Linked DNA regions of Oryctolagus cuniculus: region 1 is linked to region 2. The links are chromatin contacts, called in public Micro-C maps. All regions are on one chromosome and are shown on one strand. Each heading gives the region's core, a stretch centred on a gene start, on an enhancer-like site or on the middle of the called end of the contact. The rest is flanking DNA. Distances are from core to core; before and after follow the strand shown. Region 1 overlaps TCF4 (transcription factor 4). Region 2 holds the start of TCF4 (transcription factor 4).

Region 1 (5,744 bases), core at 2,703-5,202, 88 kb after region 2:
TCTATCAGGAAGTAAACATGGAGACCATGTTGCTTGGTGCCGTTACGCTCCTGTTGTTGCATTGTCAACATAGGATACCATGGAATAGTTACGAAGAATATCATTATTCCTTAATTTAATGCTACTCAGAGAACATTAGCAAAGGGAAGAAGACACAGTGGAACTCTGAGAAGAGACAGAAGATAGGAGAGCAACCTGGTGTTTAGAGAATGATCTTTGATCTTTCTGAAGAGTAATGCCGATCAAGAGCTTATCTATGTGAAAGAATTTACATGGAAAGCAAGTGATGAAGTAGGTTTTACTTATCTTTGTAGATTATAGTTTGGTCTTAGAGAGGAAGGAGAAGCCAGGCTTCTACACAACAAGATTTATATGTTTATGCTAACTCAGCATGAACAGGGGATACCAGTCATGCTGGCTGTGTAGCCTCAAACTTCTATGTGTAAATATTTTCAAGCAAAATGAAAAGATTTTAGGGACTATTGTATGGAGAAAAGAAGAAAGAGATTTATGTGATGATGTAGATCTATTGAAAATTTGTTTTAAAAATTGCTATTTGCATTCTGAAATGCTACTTCAGGAACACGTATCTTTTCTTAAATAGAAGAAAGCAAAGTCATATCTTGGTAGCTATGGAAGGTTATTACATTTTCCAAATTTGTAGTTGGAAGTCATGGAAATTTTCTTTAATGACTGCAGAATGCAGTTGTAATCTTAATGGTAGCTTTGAGAGTAGTTAGATATTTATGGAAAAATTGGAAGAAGCAATGGGCTTTTAAAAAAAACTTTCAAAAATAAATATTGGTTAGAAAAAACTATTTGGTGATATATATTCTGACTCATTCAGACAGACGCTGTGGTACCTTAAGTGTTGCAAAATTGGACATTTGTATGGAGATGGTCTGTTGATACACAAAAAATACAAAGCTGAGGGCTTTGCAGGATAAGGAATGAGCACCCTATTTCAGTAAATGAGCTTTTTAGTCTGTGGTCTTCATCATGCCTGCATCTCAGTGAGATGTTCAGTGAGAATAAAGAACGCCGAGGAGTTACCCAGGAATCCCTGTGCGGTAGTTTGGCAAGGGTGGGATCTGAAGTCTGCAGAGGTCAGTTATACTGTTTTCCTTTCTTTATGCCAGATGGAGATTTGCACCAAGGTGAGATGCTTACTCCTGTGGCCTAATGGGAACCTGAAAGCTGTTGCTCTTTTAGCTTCCTTCAGGGGCTTGTATCTAATACTGGAGGCAGCAGTTACATTCTGTGAGTTAGCTGCCAGTCACCCACTGGCCTAAAGTTCCCGGCCCCTTGCCTTTCCCCAGTGTGACTCTGCCCACTGTGCTTACTGCCACTGTCAAGTACTTAACTTGCCCACACCTCCAGGAGTGCTCTTTTCTCACTCCTGAACTTTTATAGTATTCATTGGCTTAACTCTTATGACATGTACCCCATTTTCCTTGCTTTGAAGATATTCTTTTAAGGATTTCTCTTGAAAAAAGTTTCACATATGTGCAAAGTAAACAGAATAGTAGAATAAATCCCCACTTGTGGTCGTCATCCAGCTTCCATGGCAACCAGTGTTCTGCTATTCTTGAATTGTCTATGCATCCCATTCCCCACCCACAGGTACTTTAATTTTTTCAAATACTGTTATTTATTATTTATTTTAAAATTTTTATTTGAAAGAAACAGAGGCAGAGACAGAGATTGATCTTCCATCTACTGGTTCCTTCCCCAAATGCCTGCAACAACTTGGACTGGGCCAACCTGAAGCTAGAAGCCTGGAACTCAATCCAGGTCTCCTGTGTGAGTGTTAGGGATCCAGGTATTTGTGCCATTATCTGCTGCCTTCCAGAGTGCATTTGCAGAAAATGAAATGAAAGCAGAGCTGGGACTTGAACCCAGGCACCGTGATATGGAATGTGGGAATCCCAAATATGGTCTTTTTTTTTTTTTGGACAGGCAGAGTGGACAGTGAGAGAGAGAGACAGAGAGAAAGGTCTCCCTTTGCCGTTGGTTCACCCTCCAATGGCCGCCGCGGCCGGCGCACTGCGCTGATCCGATGGCAGGAGCCAGGAGCCAGGTGCTTTTCCTGGTCTCCCATGGGATGCAGGGCCCAAGCACCTGGGCCATCCTCCACTGCACTCCCTGGCCACAGCAGAGGGCTGGCCCAGAAGAGGGGCAACCGGGACAGAATCCGGCGCCCCGACCGGGACTAGAACCCGGTGTGCCGGCGCTGCAAGGCGGAGGACTAGCCTAGTGAGCCGCGGCGCCGGCCCCAAATATGGTCTTAACTGCTGTGCGAAATCCTCACTCTGATTTTAATATTTAATAATAGATTGAGATACTTGAAGTTAGGGATGATACATAAAATGCATACTATGTTTATTTACCTTATATATTTAATGAAGTTTATACTTATCTATGAAATTATATAAGCTATATATACCTTTCTTTCAAAGTTAATATATCTTTGTTTAATTTTTTTCTGATTAAAATGACATGTCCTCATTATAATGTTAAAGTTTTAATGACTGCAAATTCTAGTCTTTTGTTGCCTTTAGAAACTTAGTATGAAATTTGTATATTGCTTTTTAACTTAACATTTTACATTGTCCTTGAATATTTTTTGAAAGTCTGATTTTTAAAGGTAGCACAATTTTCCATCATATGGTTCTTTCTTCATTTATTTAAACAGTTCCCCTTTGTTGACCACTGTCTTCTGCATTCTTGTGCCTAAATACTTGGCTACATTTGCAAGGATATTATCAGGATAATTTCCTAGGGAATTACTAGATGCAGGGCTCTTCACAACCTTGCCAAAGTGCTATCCAGAAAGATTGTGCCAATGAGTCATTTTTCTCTTATTAATGTGGTAGTCAAAAATAGTAGTTTGATTGTGCCCTATTAAAACTGGTACTTTCTGGATTATTAATGACATTGAACGTTTTTCACGTTCACGATGCTTAATCATCTGTTCAATAAGGTGTTATCTGGAATTGCAGTGAGTGGTGCATGCCAGTTAGTTTAGTGTGAAGTCGTGTGCTTTGCAGACACTTTCAGTTATTTCCAATATTTCACAAATCAGCTTTTGCTGTGTTTACAACCAGAATGTCTGCCCAATTGCAAGTTCCATTAATGGACTATTGGTCTGTCCTTTCACTTTTTGTATTATTTTTCAAAATTGCCATCTGTAATTTTCTCTCTTTAGAGCATGTAACTTTCTTAAGAAATGTAAATCTATTAGGAGTTATTAGCTTAGGTAATAATATGTTTTGTCCAGGAAGTACACATTTATGCCCAAATACCTTCTTAAGTTTTTTGAAAAACATTTATTCAGAGTAAGTTTTAATCATTCAGTACATTTGACTGAAGTTATGCTCTATCTGCCTACTTTGAGAATGAATTTAGATTTCTGTTCTTAAAAGTACTTGGTGCAGTTTGTATATCCAGTAAAATAAAAGTTGCCATTTTCACAAGTCAGTTTTTTGATGCTAAGGTACCTCTTTTGCTATATGAAATTTCCAAACTCCAGCACAGAAGTTGAATGACAATATTTACATTATTCAAATAGTGTTAGGGAACTATTTTTAGCTTCTGAAATAGCAGAGAATTTATTTTTCTACTATTGAATTTACTTTTTTACCTAAATCTAGGTTGTAAATCCAAAAATAAAACCTAGCATTTTATTAAAATGTCCTACTGTTCGCCCTTTGCAATCCTACCTTGCTGAACTGTGTCCAGATATGTGGGAAAATAATTTATTGTATTGTGTTGAAAAATAATAGTAAAAGTATATGTGGTATGTGGAAGGAACACTCAAAACAGATCTACCCAGACATCAACAGGATATTATTACCCCGAAGAAATGACGACAGTTTGCCAGCTTGATGCGTAGAGGAAGGAAATTTACAAACATCTCCAAGAGAGGCATGGTGAGCGCTGAAGGAAATGAGGCACGTCCTGCTTTTATTGCGCTTATTGGAGTGGGATTCCCAGAAGGCTGAACAAGGCTGTCCTGAGACCTCTGTTTGGCAAAGATCTTGTTGACTCATATTTTATTTTTGTTTTGGTAAAGGTCTGCTATTGTTCAGATTTCTAATGCAGCTCATAAACACACAGCCAATATCATTTCCCCTTCTACCGACTGATGTATTCAAATAAATGAAAATCCACCCTCATGGCTAACTGCTGTTCTGTTTCCGTGAAGCACAGAAGAGTAACAAGCAACCTCCTTTAAAGGAAGGTGCCTTGAATGGAGATCTTTACAAACTTTGTATTTTAGAGTTTCAATTGCCAGATATATTGACAGAATTTGTCACTTCCTATTTGTATGGAAGTGGAGGTAAATATTTATGTAACTTGTATTTTATAAGCCCAGTCTCTATTAAAAAAGTTTCATCTGTTGCCGTCAGAAGTTGAATCACTAGACGTTCTTGACTGAGGTTTGTTGGAAAGACTGTGGCTGGAATGCATGGTTTAGAGTCATAGAGTCATATAATACTTGAATATATTTAAAAAATTTAAAAACACATGAGAATGTTCTGGAGAATATTATAAACATTTCTGATTTTTTTAAGCTCTTTTTTTTTTTTTTTGCTGTATCTATCAAAACGCCCAACATTGCCACGCCTCTTTAGACAAATAATGGGATGGAGCTCTCCCTGGGTCCTCCGCTGTGACTCAGGCAGTCTGAGGGGCAGACGGAGAGTCACCTCTGGAGTTACAGGTGATGGACGCGTCTCCTTAGCCTTGAGTCAGAAGATGTGATTACTGCCAGTCTCACTCATTGAGTGACACCACATAGAACATGGGGAGACATGGGGAGGGGGAGACTTGGCCTTGGTTTGGTAGACATTTTTTTATAGAAAGTTTTTATTTAATAAATGTAAATTGTGTAAGTACAACTTTTGGATGGTTTGATAGAAATTTAAAGGAGACAAATGTGAAAGAGAAAAACAGTGTGAGAGAGTGGAAGGCCAGTGTTGGTTAAAAAAAAATCTTTGCTTTTGCTTTCATTTCTCTTACTTCTTCCTTAGGATTCTTCCTTTAGGTAATTATTTCCAACCATTTTCATGTATAAAGATTTCCAAAGAAAGTACTTACTTCAACCTTTGAAAGGTAGCCTCAGGGTGAAGATAGGACTGATTGTCAAAGGAATTTCCCTGGCTGCCATCCCAAAAGTTTCAGTTCTTGTGATCCCCCACCCCCCGACCTGCTGGGCCTTCCATTTTTGGCACAGACCCCCAGATTAATGTCTGGCTTTGTGAAATTCCTGTAGGACACAGGGTTGGGGGCTATTTCAGGACCTAATGATTCATGTGACTTAAGATTTTGAGGAACGTGGCCCTCCTCCTAGTGTACAGGGACTACCTTTTGGGGTAGTCCTTTTGGGGGGATTGCTTTAGGTGTCACATTCAGCCATTACGAGATTTCACCCCTGATGACCTGAGTTGCTTTTCAACTACTTGAGGATGATTCAGAAGGCTTGTGGAGAAATAAAATTAAAAAGCCAGTTTATTGTGGTGCAAATAATTTTGAAATGTCTGCACAGTTTCTGCAGAATGTGTGTTTTCCATGAGCTTTTTGAAGATTCCTTGTATATTTAAAGGGGATCATGCCATTTGTGATCCATATTTTTCAAAATGAACTCGATTTTGTTTACAAATCCGGGGGCTTTTTTTTTTTTTTTGCAGGCTGTCCTGGCAAGAGAGGCGCTGAATATTTCCGTGAGTGTAGTTTTCTAC
Region 2 (4,968 bases), core at 1,858-4,357:
TGAAGAGCAGTTTCCTCTGCTTACTCATAGTTCTTGTTTCCCTAATAGCCGTGGCTGTCACATGGTGTGGCTTCCTGGCACTGGCATCGGCCACCTGATTCCAAGACATGTCCAATCCATCACTCACCATAGACCAATGTCCATCTCTTCCTCTTATCACTCCTGTGGTCCAATCTGCTGGGGCTGGAAGGCAGGATAGGAAGGAGATGTGCGGCAACACATCAAGTTCTACCTTGCTATGGACTAAGTGTTAGGGCCCTCCTCCGTGCCCCCATTCATATGCTGAAGCCCTAACTTCCTGGTAGCAGGAAATGGGGTCTCTGGGAGGAAGTTGGTTTGAGATGAAGTCATGAGGGTGAAGCCCCCATGATGACATTAATATTCTTACAAGATGAGAGACCTGAGTGCTCTCTGTTTCTCCCATGTGAAGATAAAGTGAGAAGTCAGTCAAATGCAAGTCAAGAAGAGAGTACTTCCCAGAACCCAACCACACCAGCCTTTGATCTCAGACTCCCCAGCCTCCAGGACTATGAAAACAAATGTCTGCTCTTTCAGTCACCCAGTGTATGGTGTTCTGTTACAGCAGCCCCAGCTGACTGGGGCATACCTCTCTGTCAGCATCCAGGCAGGTTACAAGGCAGGGGAATCTGTAGATGAAACAAGGCACTCCAAAACATATCTGGTACTTTTTTTTTTTAATTTAAATTTCACAGGGTCCTTTTAAGGCTCTCTAAAAAGCCTCCAGTCCCCACATGTATATTAGAAAGTATCTATTCTCTGACAGCTCAAGAAAAGAACAAAGCCCACATTTATTCCTTAATTTAAAAGAGAAGTGTAGTTACATGGCTGATTGTGGGGTCAAAAAATCAGTCATTGAGTAAAAAGTTACTAGACTGGTAATTGGGAATCCTTAGACCCAAAACCTGATCCTACCACTGATTTCTCTGTAGAATCATTTATTGCCTTTGAAATTCAGAGGAAGGGGGAATCTTAAAAACCTAAAAGTGAAAAGGGACTTCATGGGATTATCTAATCTATACTCTGCATTTTACAGCAAAAGTCATTGACATTGAGCCTTAGGTCACAGAGCTGATTAGAGGTAGAGCCAAGGGAACTTTTCTCTCAAGCCAACATTTGTGATCTTTTCATCACATCATTTTAGTAGGGTCTGCAGAGAGGTTTTATGTGGAGAACCACAGATAATGCTTGTGATAACACGGAGTCAAGTGGTACCTAAATGTAAAATACTATTTTAAGATGAGAACATGGAATCTTCACAACGTGTGAATGGAGAGGAAAACAATCTGCAAATGCCCTAATTCTTTTTCTGTAAAAACTTACACATAAAGAAAAGATCCTGAAAATTGATCTCAACTGTTATTGCCACACATTTTTGACATAATTGGAGATTAGGATGTTCCCATTGACAGATGGCATGAAGGAACGTGGAAGTTAAAGTGGACTCTGATGACAGACTGCCTGGTTTCAGAGATGGGCTCCTTCATAATAGTGATGGTTGTGACTTCAGCAAGTTTGTCTCAGTTACTAAACTGCTGCCTTGGGTCAAGCTACTCCATTTTACTTGGTTCTGTTTTTCTTAATGTTAAGAGAGTAGTTACCCCCTTCACAGAGTCATTCTCAGGATTAAAATGGCCAATATTTATGAAATTCTTAGCACAATGTTTGGCACACATGAAACACACTCTCTGTTACTTGTTATCACTGGCTTTTTCCTGTTGGGAGACGTAAAGACTGTTCTATTAAAATAAGGAATCCTCCATTTAAAGTTCTGTTGGCTAGATTAGAGATATTAGTTCATCAAACTGTTAGAGATGGAAAGAAATCTATTTTTTAGTAAGTGGCAAGTTTTAAAGTTTTATTTTTTTATTTTTAAAGATTTATTTATTTGAAAAGCAGAGTTAGAAAGTCAAGGAGACACAAATATCTTCCACCGGCTGGTTCACTCCACGAATGGCTTCAAAGGATGGGTTTGGGACAACCCAAGATAGAAGCCTGGCCCTCCATCCCAGTTTCCCACATTGCTATTGGGGCCCAAGTAGTTGAGTCTTCTGTGGCTGCCTTCCCAGGAGCATTAGTAAGGAGCTGTATTAGAAGTGGTAGCTTAACCCACTGCCCCACAACCACGGCCTTTTGTTTTGGTGTTCAAGGTTTGCTTATTTCCTCGACAGAGAGCGTGAGCCCAGCTGTGGTTCACTCCCTACAGGGCCCCAACGGAAGGGGCAGGACAAGCCCAAACCAGCAACCAGCAACTCCATCTGGGTCTCTGGACCATCTTGGCTGCTTTCCCAGGAGCCTCAGCAGGGAGCTGGGTCGGAAGTGGAGCAGCCAGTGTTGGGAAGTGCTCTGAAATGGGATGTCCACGTCGCCGGCAGTGGCTTAACCACTGCGCCGCAGGGTATGCCTGTAAATACTGAAGTGATTCCAGCGTTATCCACGTCCTGTGCAAAATTCGTAAAGTGGGCTTTGCTATTTGCGTCTGACCAGAAAACAACCTCCAGAAGGTAACTGCTTGGCCAGAACTGTCAGTTGAGTCAGTCATGCCTTGTGGTATAAAGTCGATCTGAGTGTACAAAGCAATCAATCAATGTCTTCTCCAAGTGACCACTTCCCGGACTGACCAAGTTCTCACGCCTATAGAAAGTGGGGGCGGGGGCGGCGGCGGCCGGGAGGGACCCCTTGCCGCTCGAGCCTCGCCACGGAACCCGCTCCACACCGCAGAAGATCCCGGGCTCGGGTTTGCGGTTGGGGAGGCCGCCGCGGCCTCTTCCGAGCCTTCCTCAGGTTGGGGGGGGTCGGGGGATTTGATTCCCCCGCGTTAAGTCTGTGGAGTTTAATTCGTGTATTTATTCAGGAACTACACTTTCGTGTCAAAGAGCAGGGACGGCCAAGGAACCGGAGCAGCACGAAGCGCGCGCAGGAGGGCCAGGCCGGCCGTCGACGCCGGCACCGAGCACTCTCTGCGCCGCTCCACGCGCGACGGACCCCGTCGCCCGCCGGCGCTCCCGGAGGAGGCGTGGCCGGCGCGCGCCGCCATCTTGGCGGCCTCTCTAGGCCATCTGTTTACCACTCTATGGTCGCCCGCTCCCGCCCCGCCCCTCCCCAGTCATTGTCTGGAGGAGCAGCCGCGGCCGCAGCGCCTTCTCTTTATAAGCCCGCAGTGCCCGGATGTGAATGGATTACAATGTATCTTTCAGGGAAACCTATTATTATCAATGTGACTCCACGGGGGAGTCAATGGTGATGAGGAGGAGGAGGAGGATGATGATGAGACACCTCTAAACTTGGAGCAAGTTTAAGACTTTCTAAGAGGAGAAGAAAAAACACCCACCAACGAGATTTGTTTGAGGAACAATTCTAACTACCCAGTGTTGATTTTTTTTTATAAACCATAAGAAAAAGTTGTTGGATTTTTTTTAATGAATTCTTTTTTTGGGGAGGGCATTTTGTTGCAGTTTTATGGTGGAAAATGCAAAAAGCAGAGCCAGGTGCATGATCCTGTAATCTGTGGATATCCCTGGAGCAGGACTGAGTACCAGTTAAAATACTTTTTTGGGGGATACACATGTGAGATACTAAGTACTTGCAGAAGATTTTTGTCTCTCTTTTTAAAGTCTTTTTCCTTGGAATATTGTGAACATATTTGTGGCCACTTAAGGTAACGTTACTATTTGCTGTCAGAGTAAACTGTTTGTAATTGAATTGAATTTTTAAAATGTCGATCCCAGTGTTTTATGAAAACAAAAGGAACAACCTATGGAATAATCGCCAGTGGGAAAAAGTGTGTGCATGCATCTTGTGTGTGTGCTCGCTCCTCTAGCGATTCCAGGGTGTGTGGAGTGTGCTAGCACACGTTGGAATAACTATGTTGCCTAGGCTGGATAAAGCACGCTTGTTACTACCAGACGATAGGACGGTGAAGCTGGATTTTTATCCTGAAAAGTGATGTGGAAAAGTATGTTTTAGGAGCATGCAGGGCCTATGATGTGAAATGTGGAATTAAAAAACAGCGCGGGCGAATGGGGACTTCGCGTGCCTAGGAACTCAAGTGTGAAAACAAAACAACATCCATCCCCCCAAATTGCCTTTTTTTTTTTTTCCTCTTCTTGCGAAGTTTTTAGCCGTACTATTCTGTGAGTCCAAAGGGAGGGGGAATAGAGTGGGCAATGCAGGGCTCGCCCCCGACGCAGAACTACCCGGACGGAGGTCTCCCCGGCCAAATGCGGCTGGGTTTCTCTGTGGAAAGGGAAAATACGGTTGCTCTTGGCAAAGTCTTTTCGCATCACGTGTATCGCAGCCTGGTATAAACTTGCTTTGCCGTGTGTGGCCGTGCGAGCGCGAGGGGACGGGAGTGGGGGCGAGGGCGGGATGTGAACTCGAACACATTTCAAAGTGGCTCCGAGGGATGGAACGGGCCAGCGCCGACCTGGGCAGGCTGCAGACCGTAACCGAAAAATGAGGTGCTCCGCGAATTTTCGTTCGTGTTTTTTGGCGAGGCGGGGGAGGCGCTGAGCCGCCCCCCGGCCCCGGGGGTGGGGGGCCGCGTCCGGACCCCGAGCGAGCCCGCGTCGCCCCGCCGGAGCCCCCCCACCCATTTCTTTGCTGAACTTGCAATTCCGTGCGCCTCGGCGTGTTTCCCCCTCCCCCCCTGCGCTCGTCCCCTCCCCTCCCCGGAGAAGAGAGTTGGTGTTAAGAGTCAGGGATCTTGGCTGTGCGCGCGCGGATCGGTAGTGGCGGCGGCGGCGGAGGCGCGGGAGCCGGCGAGCGGGCGCAGCGGCCGGGCGGGCTCAGACATGAACGCCGCCGCGGCGCCGGCGGTGCACCGGGAGCCCCTTCTCGCGCGCGGCCGGTAGGTACGGGCGCCGGCCGGGCTCGGCGGGCGGATGCCCGGGGCGGCGCGGGGCTCGGGCGCGGGCTCGGCGGCCCCCACGCGGCTCCGCGCCTCCCGCG

Evidence for each region. A called contact is a pair of places that touch in the nucleus more often than the background predicts.
Region 1: a Micro-C map of ear pinna shows a contact between it and region 2, with 4 times the contacts expected there. The contact joins the enhancer-like site here to the promoter of TCF4 in region 2. A contact is called at or near these places in 4 of 6 Hi-C or Micro-C datasets (ear pinna, psoas muscle, skin fibroblasts and 1 more).

What each region holds. Positions count from the first base shown.
Region 1 is chr10:22,785,134-22,790,877 of mOryCun1.1, forward strand. The region is part of intron 2 of TCF4 (transcription factor 4); the gene reads left to right. Among named protein-coding and RNA genes, the nearest start is that of TCF4, 86 kb to the left of the region's middle. Within about 2 kb of position 3,953, at least 3 of the 8 cell types and tissues checked have an H3K27ac peak or open chromatin away from gene starts, as enhancers often do.
Region 2 is chr10:22,698,423-22,703,390 of mOryCun1.1, forward strand. It overlaps TCF4 (transcription factor 4), which reads left to right and starts at 3,108. Exons shown (of 19, transcript XM_051851926.2): 1 at 3,108-3,676.